3 separate regions of the Mus musculus genome follow, and all the other regions are linked to region 2. The links are chromatin contacts, called in public HiChIP or PLAC-seq and promoter capture Hi-C maps. All regions are on one chromosome and are shown on one strand. The core of a region is the stretch at or near the end of the contact, and the rest is flanking DNA. Distances in the headings are between cores, read along the strand shown. Region 1 holds the start of Slc26a9 (solute carrier family 26, member 9). Region 2 has its middle 6.2 kb from the start of Gm51643. Region 3 has its middle 7.3 kb from the start of Gm37120.

Region 1 (4,193 bases), core at 1,572-4,071, 630 kb after region 2:
ATGTCTAACAGACCAGATATTTTTATGACAGGAATTCTGTCTTAATTATCTTGATATTCAAAAGGCAAGTCCCTAGCACCAGAGAAGGGGTTAGGAAGGAAGGAAGGAAGGAAGGAAGGAGGGAGGGAGGGAGGGAGGGAAGGAAGGAAGGAAGGAAGGAAGGAAGGAAGGAAGGAAGGAAGGAAGGACAGAACCAGTACAAAGTCTAGCCCTAAGATGGGAATAAAATAGGCGCTTTCGTAGTGAACACAGATGCTGGGCTAAGGAAACCCAAGGCTGAGGCATCCTTGGTATTTTTGCTGCTTTCTCTTGCAAAGATTTTGTCTCTATTTCTTGTTGTTCTTGCTGCTTCTGGCTCAGTGCCATGTCTGTTTCTCTATTTTCTTGTATCCCGGCTCATCCCTAAGCGTTCCATACCTTACTCTATCTAATATGTTCCCAATACACTCTTTCAGCCCTCAGGGCTGCTTGTCCTCTGGTACCACCTCTGACTCCCCACTTTTGGTCCAGGCTTCTCCCACCTGAGACCCAACTTCAAAGGAGCCTCTGAGTCCGATTGTCCTGTCCAATTAGGTAAAGCCTCCCTGCCCAGAATTTTTCTGAAACTATGGAAAAGTTAAATTGCCAAGGAGCTCCCAAGTCATTTTGGAGGACTTGCATCCTGCATCCAGATCACCTTGGGACTTAGTCAAAAGCCTGGCTGGTTGTATTAAAAAGGTGGGTGTGGCTTCACACATAATCCCTGATTCTACAGGTCCAAAGGTAGAATGTCGTAGCCAAATTCACTTCCGATCTCTTTCATGAAGACCTTGGTGAACTTGGATAAGTTATTTCAGTTCAGTCAAGCTCTGTTTACTCGTCCAAACATGAGAGTAGCAAGTGTATACCACATGGTTGGTTCTAGAATTACATCAGATAACCTGAACGCTACTATAGTAAGCCAGGCTAGGCACGGAGGGAACTGACATAGATAATAAAGCTCACACTAGACTGGTTGGTAGCCCAGTCTATCCATAGGTCATTTAAAAGAGAAGAGACACTTGCAGAGATAATACTGGTTGTCCCAGTCAACTGGACAGGACACTCTCTGGCCAAAAGAAGGACAGCCAAAACTTCCCTGATAGGCACGATGGCTCAACAAAGAGACCACTGTTTGATCTGGATGGCCACTGTCACTTGGTTAGAGTACAAGCCTCATGACTCACCTGCTTTCGAGGAATTTCTTGGCCAAAATGCAGATCAGGCCATGCTGCCCACTGCACCAGACAGTGCTGGATGTCAGCAGACAGATTCCTGGTCTTAGGTTTTGATTTGTTCAAAGACTCCCTCCCATTATCATTCACCCATCTCACAGACTCACCATGAAGCTTTAACGAGTACCAGAAAGTGAATAGGTGGTCAGAACACAAAAGTAAACCAGCCCAGATCTGCCCACTGACATCTCTCATACGGTAAACGAGTTTAGAAGACTGACTACCCAGCACATCATGCCCACTGGCTGTGCTCCATGTTATAACACCAAGGCAGGAAATACTGCAGGAGGGAAACATGCCATCTATGCAGGAGCACGGGGAAGGGCTCCAAGACAGTGTTCACTGACACGTTCTCCCCCCCACTGGAGTGGCAGGCATACTTGGGTCCCTGGCATCCTGGCTACACCTCGACACCTTTGAGTGACCTTGGGTATTTCCTTAGTCCCCACAAGCAATACATCTTCAAACTATCCACTGGGCTGGGCTTGCAGACAATTCATTCTTTCATTCATTCAACAGATATTTGTTGAGTCCCTACTATGTGCCAAAGCAACTTCATTTCACCTTCCCAGGGGCACTTCCAACAGTGCTTTGCTGGAGCACCCCTATATCAAATTTCAGAGCTTCTGTTTTATCTTAGAGAAATAGAAGGACAACTCAAGGCTGGGACAGTCTAGTTCAAGATGTCGTGGGGGACGGTGGGAAGCCGCATGGGCTCAGGGAGGAACTCTCATTTGGTAGATTCCCACACTGCTTTCCCATTGCATTGGTGGCCAAGGGACCCACAGCTCTGCTCCCAAAGGCATCTGGGAACATGGTCATTGGCTCTGGTTCCTGGAAGGGATGGTACAGAGAGTTGATGGCTTCCAGAACACCTTTCCTAAATTTGCTGTAGGTCCAGTTTCTTAAGCTTCTTTACTCTAGTGTTTCTGAGCCTCATGGCATCTCTGATATTTCTGAGCACTGCACAGGGACGGTCTTCACAATGATTTAAGGTCGGGGATGGAGCTGGAAAGCAAGTCTCCACCTCAGCTCCGAGTATTTCAAGGCCCTCAGGGCCTCCAGACACCATTCATGCCCTTTCCCAGGGTGCTCAGAGGTCCACTGTCCCTCACCTCTAGATCCCCAACCTTCAAAGCAAGAGCCACAGAGCCCAACCCCTCAGGTGGCTTCAATGGTATCCATTGTCCAAAGGGCTGTGTGGCTTGACCCCCAGCCCCATAAGTAGCAGGACAGCAGGCTCAGAGAGGAATCTGCCTGCTGCCCCTCCTCTGCCGACTGCCTTGGGGGAGTCTGTAGGGTAGTGGCCCCGCTGAATGTGACCTATTGTCTTCAGGTGGATTTAGGAAGTGCCAAGCTCCCATCAAACAGCCCTGCTCCCCAGGTAAAACAAAAAAAGGGCTGTTCATTTGGGACCTTTCCCCCCCTTATCTCCTTTTCCTATCTCCTTAGGCTTAGCTCTGGTGTAGTGTTCAAAACCACTTCCCCTCCGAGCCAATCAGAAGCCGGGGCTCACTGGCGGCCCTGAGGTGAAGTTATTTATAAACGCCTCCCTGGATTATTTGAGCAGAGCCCTTTCACACACCTCAGGAACACCTCTCTGCTGCCCGCTGCCCAGACACACCTGCAGCCCTGCCCAGCCGGCTCTGCTCACCCAGAGGTAAGCCCCACCCAGCCCAACCCACCCAAGGGCTGGGGGTTATCCAGGGAAGAGAGCAGGCCCCAGGGGTACCTTCAGAAGAGAGATGACGTGGTGGGGGCTTAGGAACCTGAGTACACATGGGAAGGACGTTCTGAACCGGATCCTATGAGCAGCCCTCCAGTCCTTGTGGAGCGCACCATAAAGACCTCAGCTGCTAGGGTGAGTTTCACTGGAAGAATACACAGAATGGACTCTATTGGAGGAGCTCAAAGACACCCAGTCAGAGTCAGGCAAACAGGGCCTTCCAGGAAAAGGAATGGAGCTTGAACCTTTCTGAGCCACCCCCTCCACTTTCTACTTCTTTTCAAGTCCTGGAAGCAGAGAGCTAGCTCTTGGTGCATCTCGAAGTGGCTGTGTCCCCGTCCTTCTGTCTCTACACCCTTTCCTTCCCTCGCTTATTTCCCCATTTCGGGGTATTCTGCATGAGCTCTGTGGACTCCTATTTGGTCCCTGTTGCTTCCATGAAGCTAAAAGAGGTAACTGGAGAGGAAGATAAGGAGCTGAAGGCAAGTGAGGGACAGGCTCTATTGAGCTTAGAGCGTTTCGTGGTGCAGCATCGGGAGGGTCTGGGCCAGTACACTGGTGAGGAGCCAGACTCACAGGCGCCCAGATCCTGAGCCTCCCAGCCCACAGTTCTAAGAGGTCCCAAGGCATCCTTGGGCAGTGTCTCTACTTCTGGAAAACAGCCCAGAGGTTCTCCAGGCTGGGCCAAGCAAATCTGTTATCATCGTGACACCAACTATTCAGTTGAGCTTAGGCCTGTTAGGTGAGAATGCCTGGATGGGTCCCTTAAAGTAGCAAAGCCTTCCCCACCCTGAAATAGGGCAGACTGGGAGAGGATTTTTCTCCCTTAGTGTTTTTACTCAAAGATGATCCTCCCCCAGAGCCCCTGCCGCCCCCAGCAGGCTCTCAGAACCAGCTCTGCTACTCCACCAGGCTTTCTGGCCCCTCCCGGGGTCTGACCTGCCCTGAGGCTCACTCTAGGAAATCCTGATGCAAAGGTCTTTCTTTATCTCTTAGTACTCAGGGGCTTCCAGCAGAGTGACATATAATCTGAATTTAGTGAGAATGTCTCAAACTATACAAAATGACCTCTAGAGGTTTGCTAAAGAAATGGAGACCAGCTGGATGTGAGCCAAATCATGGAGGGTGACGTGGTCATGATTTGGAAGATATAATCCTCCAGGGGAGGTCAGACTTCACTCAGTGCTGTCTTCGGTTTTGACCTATATTCTCGG
Region 2 (4,074 bases), core at 442-2,941:
CCTATTTTTAGTGTTCTTCAGCTATCAGGCCTGGGGGGAATAGCCACAACGTTTGGAAAAGAACACCAGGAAGACTGAAAATCTCTGGAGCTGCATGCTGTTTCTAGGATTATCAGCTCCCAAGTCCCACCTGCCTCGGCAGGGTCCATCCGGTTCTCCTGTTGTCCTGTTTGAGGATGGGGCCAAAGTTGGAGGAAGGACGCTATGATTTAGATACAGCTTAGGTGTGGCACCTCCTGTGTTGCGAGTCTAGTAAGGTAACGGGCGGGCGCCGAGACCTTGAGAGAGTGCACTTGGATCACTGATGCTGTGTCTTCAGCTGCTTTCACAAACCCCTCATTTGGTCTAGTGTGAGGTCATTATGAACAGGCAAGACGAGCCTCGGCCCTAGGTGCTGTCTAATCAATACATCTCTCTGTCTCAAAGTCACAACTGTAATGGAGCTAACTCACCCAGGAGTGTCAGCCAGAAGCTCAACATACAACACTGCCCTGCTCCCTGACTTACAGCTCCCCCATTTATAAAGTTCACAGCCTCCCTCATTTTCCTATAGTACCTGAAAGTGACTAGTAAACAGGCTTCCTGGGTGCTCTTGATCCACCTCATCCTAGAACCAGAGACACATTCAGCTCAGTGAGCCTTGACAGCTTGATGCCAAGTCAGAGCTGTGATGAGCTTTAGATGACAACAGGTTTGTGCAGAGAGGAGGTGAGGAAGGGGAGGTGAGAGGTGGGGTGTGGTAGAGGTGAGGATGGGGAGGTGAGAGGTGGGGGGTGTGGTAGAGGTGAGGATGGGGAGGTGAGAGGTGGGGGGTGTGGTAGAGGTGAGGATGGGGAGGTGAGAGGTGGGGGGTGTGGTAGAGGTGAGGAAGGGGAGGTGAGAGGTGGGGGGTGTGGTAGAGGTGAGGATGGGGAGGTGAGAGGTGGGGGGTGTGGTAGAGGTGAGGATGGGGAGGTGAGAGGTGGGGGGTGTGGTAGAGGTGAGGATGGGGAGGTGAGAGGTGGGGGTGTGGTAGAGGTGAGGAGGGAGAAGAGAGAGGTGGGGTATGTGGTAGAAGTGAGGATGGGGAGGTGAGAGGTGGAGGTGTGGTAGAGGTGAGGAGGGGGGGTAAGAGGTGGGGTATGTGGTAGAAGTGAGGATGGGGAGGTGAGAGGTGGATCCCATCCCAGGTCCTGGATGGTACTTGTGCAAACATTGCTTCCTGCTAGTGAATTGGAAAAGCCATCCCTCTACTGCCACGTTAGGACCCCCTCTGGTTCCTTGTCTGCACAACCGACGTGCTCCTTACTTGGAGGTATGTTGTTTGATGCAAGCTAAACCCCTCTCCAGCTTCTCTTCCTCCTGCGTCCTCTGCTCTGGCCACTCTTTGTCACATTTTTAAAGTTTTGTTATTTGGTTTAATTGCACACATACACTGGGGAGGGGGTCTTTGTGGGTGTACAGTCACGTGAGAGATGGTGACCCTGAGGCCAGAGGCACCGGAACTTGAGTTTTAGGAGGTTGTGAGCTGTCTGACACGAGGAATTGAAGACCAGTCCTCAGCAAGAACAGTACACCCTCTTAAACCCTGAGCCTTCTCTGCAGCTCCGGAGCGTTTTTTTTTGCTTTTTGCTGTTCCTACACATTTCAAGTTGTGTGTCAGGAATTCCCTTCCTTGCATGACAAATCCTTCTCGTTAAGGGCACTACTCGGCAGTCACCTGCCTGAGGCTATTAGTCACTCCCGCCTCTGTGGTTTTCTAAAAGTTTGCTCAGACTAATATTAGACCTTATCAAACACATCCGACTTCTATGCCTACGTGGGATAAGGGCTTGCTGCGAGTGGGAGGTGTGTTCAGCCCATGGAGCTGAACTTCCCAGGCTTATGAATCCAGTGAATTCTTACTGTTGCGTGAAGATGAGAGAAAGTGAAATCGGGTTCTTTATTCTTCTGGGTCCCCACACAGCCCAAAGACGGCAGGGCCTCCTTCCTCCACCAGAGTGAAGCTTTGGCGAGTGGGCAGCCCTCTCTTACATCCTCACCCACAGCCAGGGCTCCTCAGGATTCCAACAAACTCTCTCTCTTCCTTATGTGCTTGGCCCTTGGGCGCATCAGGGTGCCTATTTTTTTTAAGATTTATCTTATTTCTATCTATGTGTGTGTGTGTATCTGTGGACACACTCAAACACTGTACACACACAGGTACATGCATTTGTGTGTCAGTGCCAGAGAAGACCAGAAGAGGGAGTCAGGCCCCTGGCATTATAAGCCAACGTGAGCCACCCAATGTGGATGCCAACACAGGTGCCAGGAGGAGAACTCTGTTCCTCTTTGAGAGCAGCAAGTCACCAGCTGTCACCCCTCCAGCCCCTTCACTATTCCTTAAGGGTTTCCTATCCTGGTCCACATTCTATAGTCTCTGAGCTGCCCCCTCTTAGGGATTAGGCCCAGTATCTACAGGGCATCTTCCACACTCTACCCAGCTCCATTCCACAGACTCCACATAACCTGCTCCATACCATCCATGGGCCCTCCCTTGCCTCTGACAAGTTTATTGATTATACCCCAGGACCTCGTGTCCCTCAGTCTGCCTATGTCCCAGACCTCCACTTAACCCTTAAATCTCCAACTCAAGAAAACAGGCATTTGTCCCTAGCCTTAGACACAATCTCCATGAAGTGTTAGAATAGTTCCTAAAATATCAAATTATTCTTTTCCTCTCCTTCAATACTTTCCTTGCCAGATACATATGCAAACATCAGGGATTTGACCGTTACATTTGTTTTGTTTGGATTTTTGATGGGAAAGTGGGGCGAAGGCCCAGTCTAACTTGAAAAATCCAACCTTCTGGTAAGGAACTGGACAATGGGCCCTGACTTTTCATGCGTGACCTCTGTGCTAGCCATGGCTCCTTTAAAAAATACACACACACACACACACACACACACACACATATATATACATATATATATATATATGTACACCTTAGCTGTCTTCAGACACACCAGAAGAGGGTGTCAGATCCCATTACAAATGGTCGTGAGCCACCATGTGGTTGCTGGGACTTGAGATCGGGACCTTCAGATGTGCAGTCAGAGCTATTACCCGCTGAGCCATCTCGCCAGCCCTAGCCATGGCTCCTTGAATCTACTGCAGCACTGCCCCCTTGCTCTCGGCCTTCCGTTCCATAAGGCTCATCACCCTGTAGAGAGCAGCTTCTCTGTCTCTCCGAGACCTCCAGCCACTATCCAGCCAACCCACCGCGTGCAGGGCAACGCACAGCATGCTGGCATTCCTGAGGTGCGTGGCTCTTGCCAGGAGGAACCCAGCAGTGGGCCTCTGTTCCCAAGGCTCCTTCCCCAGCAGCTCAGTGAACCCCGGACGAGGGCTTCAGCTTTTGAAATCATTTAACCTAGTTCCGGGTCTTCAGTACAAAGACTGAAGATAACACCTCCTGGGAGCCTCTCACGGTGAGCTGTCCTAGATTCCCTAAAGAGGTAGGCTGAAAACAGAGGCCCAGAAAGAGAAGTGTCCACCATCCTGAGGCCCAGGAGGGGCCAGAGAAGGCGAGAGTGTCCATTTGCTGAAGATAGGTTCTGACATTCTGAGCTGGGTGTTGGGAGGGCCGACAGGAATGTAACAGGGGGCAAAGCCAGGACAGAATAGTGTGTGCGTCCATGCGTGCGTGCGTATGTTGGTATTACAAAAACAACTGCCCTGGCCAAATTAAGATTTGGTCATGGAACTTTTAAGTTGCCTAAATTACCACAGTTGATCCGCATTGCCCTCACTCATGTTAGCATTGTCTCCTGGTGCCAGCCTGCACTAGCTTTGAGCCGATCCCACCAGCAAGCTCCCTCCCTGACCTGAGTTGCTCTTTCTCACTATATTTCTTGCCCCCCTCCACCCCATAAAGAAGGACCGGCACCCTCACTTGTGAGGTTTCTCACGCTTGAAGAGTCATCTGAGCTGGGAGGTTCCCAGAGCGTTCTTTAACCAGCCTCTCCCCACAGAGCTGGCCTCCAGGCAGGACACACAGTGCCATCATGTCCTGCTGGCTTCTTCTCAAACCAACTGGCAGGGTGGGGCTTTCTC
Region 3 (4,074 bases), core at 1,289-3,788, 980 kb after region 2:
TGGGGCCAGTTCTCCAGAGGACCTCAGGCAGTGTGGGATAGCACCAGTTCTGCACAGCACTTGGACAGCTATGCGGTCTCAGGCAGCTGACCAGACTAGGGGTGTCCTCATGGTCTCTAGCGATAATGTGAGCCACAGACATCAACACCAACACCTGCTGCGGCATGACCAAGGACCCAAACATGGCACTTAGTGGCAGCACCAGCTGGGATTTCACCATGGCCTCAGGTGGTGGGGCTGGCTACTCATAACTAACAGACTTGCATCTGCAGTTCCACCTCTCTTCATAGTGTTCAAACTTTCTACTTCTTTTTCTCTCCCATCTGTCCACCACATACTTGCATATTATAGTGGCTCCCACTGTGAGCCAACCACATGGCTGGAGGGCCTCTGGGTAACCTGCATTGTGTGGCTGAAAGTAGGCCTGTCTGTGTCTATGACGCATCCATATGTGGTAGCAGGTGGGCCTTACTTACTGCCTTACTTCTGTTTAATGTACACTTTACACACATTGCCTAAAGGCAGTGGTGGCTGTTGCTCTTTATCCTCCTCCTCCTATTATTATTATTGCTATTATATTTTTTCTTTTTCCGAGACAGGGTGTCTCTGTATAGCCCTGGCTGTCCTGGAACTCACTCTGTAGACCAGGCTGGCCTCGAACTCAGAAATTTGCCTGCCTCTGCCTCCCAAGTGCTGGGATTAAAGGTGTGTGCCACCACGCCCGGCATTATTGCTATTATTATCATTATTATTTATTATGAGCCCAAAGCATTGCACACAATGAGCACACATTCCACCACTGAGCTGTATTCCTAGCCTAAAGGTAATTTTGCACAACTTTTTAAAAATATTATTTATTTAATGTATATGAGTACACTGTCGCTGTCTTCAGACACACAAGAAGAGGACATCAGAGCCCATCACTGTTGATTGTGAGCCACCATGTGGTTGCTAGGAATTGAATTTAGGACCTCTGGAAGAACAGTCAGTGCTTTTTTTTTTTTTTAAAGATTTATTTATTATTAAATCTAAGTACACTGTAGCTGTCTTCAGATGCACAGAAGAGGGCGTCAGGTCTCATTACGGATGGTTGTTAGCCACCATGTGGTTGCTGGGATTTGAACTCAGGACCTTCGGAAGAGCAGTCGGTGCTCTTAACCACTGAGCCATCTCTCCAGCCCTCAGTTGGTGCTCTTAACCACAGAACCATCTCTCCAGCCCATTTTTATTGCACTTGCATTTTATCTGCAACCTGGCACGTGAGGGCAGGTGTGGATACATTTACTGAGCCATCTCTCCAGCCCTCAGTTGGTGCTCTTAACCACAGAACCATCTCTCCAGCCCATTTTTATTGCACTTGCATTTTATCTGCAACCTGGCACGTGAGGGCAGGTGTGGATACATTTGTGATGTCATATCAATGCTCCCAAAGTTCCAGACTGTTAAGTATTTTGAGGATACCAATTTAGGGATGCTCAACTGGTATAGCATACTCTTGAATATAAATAAAATATGGATTTTGTTACACTAATATGCCTATAGGATCAGGGGTTTCAGCTCAGTAATAGAACACTGGCCTCTCGTGTGGGAGGTCCTGGGTTCATCACCAGCACTGCAAAACACAACAAGTAAAAATACATACTGCCTATATAGGACATATTGTTTTGATTCCATGCATGTGTTATATATGTGTGCGTATGTGTGGTATCTGTAGAGATACATACTTGTATAATCTGTGCACAGCCCACGGTCACACTCTCATGTGATCCAGGGGTCAAACCCAGGTCTTTTTTATTTTTTAAGATTTATTTATTTTATGTATGTGAGTACACTGTAGCTGTATAGATGGTTGTGAGCCTTCATGTGGTTGTTGGGAATTGAATTTTAGGACCTCTGCTCACTCTGGTCAACACCATTCACTCTGGCCCAAAAATTTATTTATTATTATAAATAGATACACTGTAGCTATAGATAATAGATACACTGTAGCTATCTTCAGACACACACAGAAGAGGGAGTCAGATCTCATTACTGGTGGTTGTGATGTCACCATGTGGCTGCTGGGATTTGAACTTGGGCCCTTTGGAAGAGCAGCCAGTGCTCTTACCTGCTGAGCCATCTCACCAACCCCAAACCCAGGTCTTTACTCTCACTATCCAGTAACTCTACCAACTGAGCTGCAACCCAAGCTTGTGTTTTGCTCCATTTTTTAAAAAATGTACATGTATTGCTTCTAACAGTCAGGTAATGGTCACGCCCCTCAGCCTGCACTGCTACACAGGGCCTCAACCACGTGCAATAGAAACCCCTGCTTGCTTCCCAGTCCTCCCTTTTATCTCCACCAGGGAGATCTTGCGATTTCTGGGCAGAGACCTTGGTGCTTGTCCTGGTTCTGCAGAAATGCACTCAGCCCTAGGGTCCGGCTCCAATGGTACCACCGTCCAACAGAGTCAGTATCTCCTTTGTGTCAGGGTAGCCACCTGTTTCCTGCTGGCCTGGATTCCTCTGCTAGTGTGAGTCATCTGTGCAAGCCAGGCCCTGGCTCACAATGTAGATAAGCATTCCCATAGCGGGCGTGACTCCAGACCCCACTGCTGCCTCTACCTTCTGGCAGACCAGCAGACAGGCGAGTGGTGGAGCTGGCCGGAAGTCCTCACACACTTCCGTGTCTCCTTTCTGTTGGTGTCTAGGGCGCAGTCTTGGTGTTCTGCCTAATGTGGTTACAGTCTGTATTCACCAATTGCTAGGGCTCTCTACCTGGTGACATTTTCTTATTGGTGGTGGTGGTGTGAATCTAAGACCTTTTTTTGTGTTGGAAGCCATCTACCCCTGGGTTATCCCAATTCTTCCTGTAAATACTGATTTTAAAAAGACAGCCTTTTTCTCTTCCCTTCCTCTCCTCCTCCTTCTCTCCAGAGTTTCTAGTAGCCTAGGCAGGCCTTGAACTCCTGATCCTCAAGTTCCACTTCCCAAATGCTAGGATTTCAGGCACTCACTATGATGCCTTGCTGCCTGGAAGGCATCTCTCTTTTCCTTCTTCTCCCTTTCCCTCTCCTCCCTTCTCTCCTTCTTCCACCCATCCCTCCTTCCCACCCTCTTTCTTCCAGAGATGGATGTCAGATCCTTTCAGGCTCCACAGTCAATGCCGCTCTTCTTCCCATGGCCAAAGCTGAGGGGAGAGGCTCTCCAAAAATGGCAGGTCCGCTGGGGAGCAGGGGTATGTGGCCTCTTGTAGTGTTAAGTGACTAAGTCATGATGCTTGACCCAGAATCTTCTGTACCTTCCCAGGAACCTTCCCAGTCCCTGCAGAGCAGCAGGAAGGAGATCTGAGTGGAGTCCCACCCAAGCGGAGCATTTCCGTGGAGGAGGGTGACTATGACTGCCTCTTAGATTTACACAGGACAGAGCAGGCAGAGAATTCCATTTCTTCCCTAGATCCTCAGATGCAAAGATCCAGGGATCCACAATCTGCATGTCTGTCTCCTTCCCATACCCCACCACTCAGCACTGGAAGCTGAGCCTAAGGAGGCAGAGGCCTGGCTTAAGAGACACTGGTGGACATACCCTCCTATCCAGCCAGTGCTGCCTCCTCCTGGCCCGTATTCACAGAGAGGTTTAGCAAGAGGAGAAAGCCCAACCTGGGAACTCTGATCCCTGGCTTTCTTTATCACCTTCACTTGCAGCCTGGGTGGTAAGGACTAACCTTGGATGTGGCAAGGACACAAACAGAGACTCCGGACTAATTTAGATTCCCCCTACACTCAAAATCTTCCGTCAATAGGCAATCGTGACTAACATTTACTGATCCCTTAATGTGTGCCAAGCCTTTTCTGTGTTGGGAAGTGAGTACGTTTATTATATTTTGCACATAGGATACTGAGGACCAGGGTGGCTCAGTTAGCTAGTTGTCCAGTAAGGATATGAACTCTATGTCCTTAACCCATGAAGCTGTCCTGCTAGGGTTATGCTGTCTACTTCGGAGTTCTGAAAACAACCTAACATCTGACCTTGTCTCTGCTCATGTCATCCTATCTGTATCCCAGGTCGTGACTCTGAGACCTGACCACTCACGAA

The links. Promoter capture Hi-C pulls out the DNA fragments that hold promoters and counts their contacts. HiChIP or PLAC-seq counts read pairs in DNA pulled down with a chosen protein or histone mark.
Region 1: a promoter capture Hi-C map of the C10 cell line shows a contact between it and region 2, with 2.2 times the contacts expected there. The contact joins the promoter of Slc26a9 here to the enhancer-like site in region 2. A contact is called at or near these places in 5 of 39 promoter capture datasets (the C10 cell line, hippocampal neurons, liver and 2 more) and 1 of 115 datasets of contacts at active chromatin or transcription factors (pancreatic cancer cells).
Region 3: a FOXA1 HiChIP or PLAC-seq map of pancreatic cancer cells shows a contact between it and region 2. The contact joins two enhancer-like sites.

What each region holds. Positions count from the first base shown.
Region 1 is chr1:131,741,201-131,745,393 of GRCm38.p6, forward strand. Slc26a9 (solute carrier family 26, member 9) reads left to right here and starts at 2,822. Exons shown (of 21, transcript NM_177243.4): 1 at 2,822-2,913.
Region 2 is chr1:131,116,995-131,121,068 of GRCm38.p6, forward strand. No RefSeq gene overlaps it. Among named protein-coding and RNA genes, the nearest start is that of Gm51643, 6.2 kb to the left of the region's middle. Within about 2 kb of position 1,692, at least 42 of the 459 cell types and tissues checked have an H3K27ac peak or open chromatin away from gene starts, as enhancers often do. A contact at or near this core is called in pancreatic cancer cells, where this site is marked.
Region 3 is chr1:132,093,218-132,097,291 of GRCm38.p6, forward strand. No RefSeq gene overlaps it. Among named protein-coding and RNA genes, the nearest start is that of Gm37120, 7.3 kb to the right of the region's middle. Within about 2 kb of position 2,539, at least 57 of the 459 cell types and tissues checked have an H3K27ac peak or open chromatin away from gene starts, as enhancers often do. A contact at or near this core is called in pancreatic cancer cells, where this site is marked.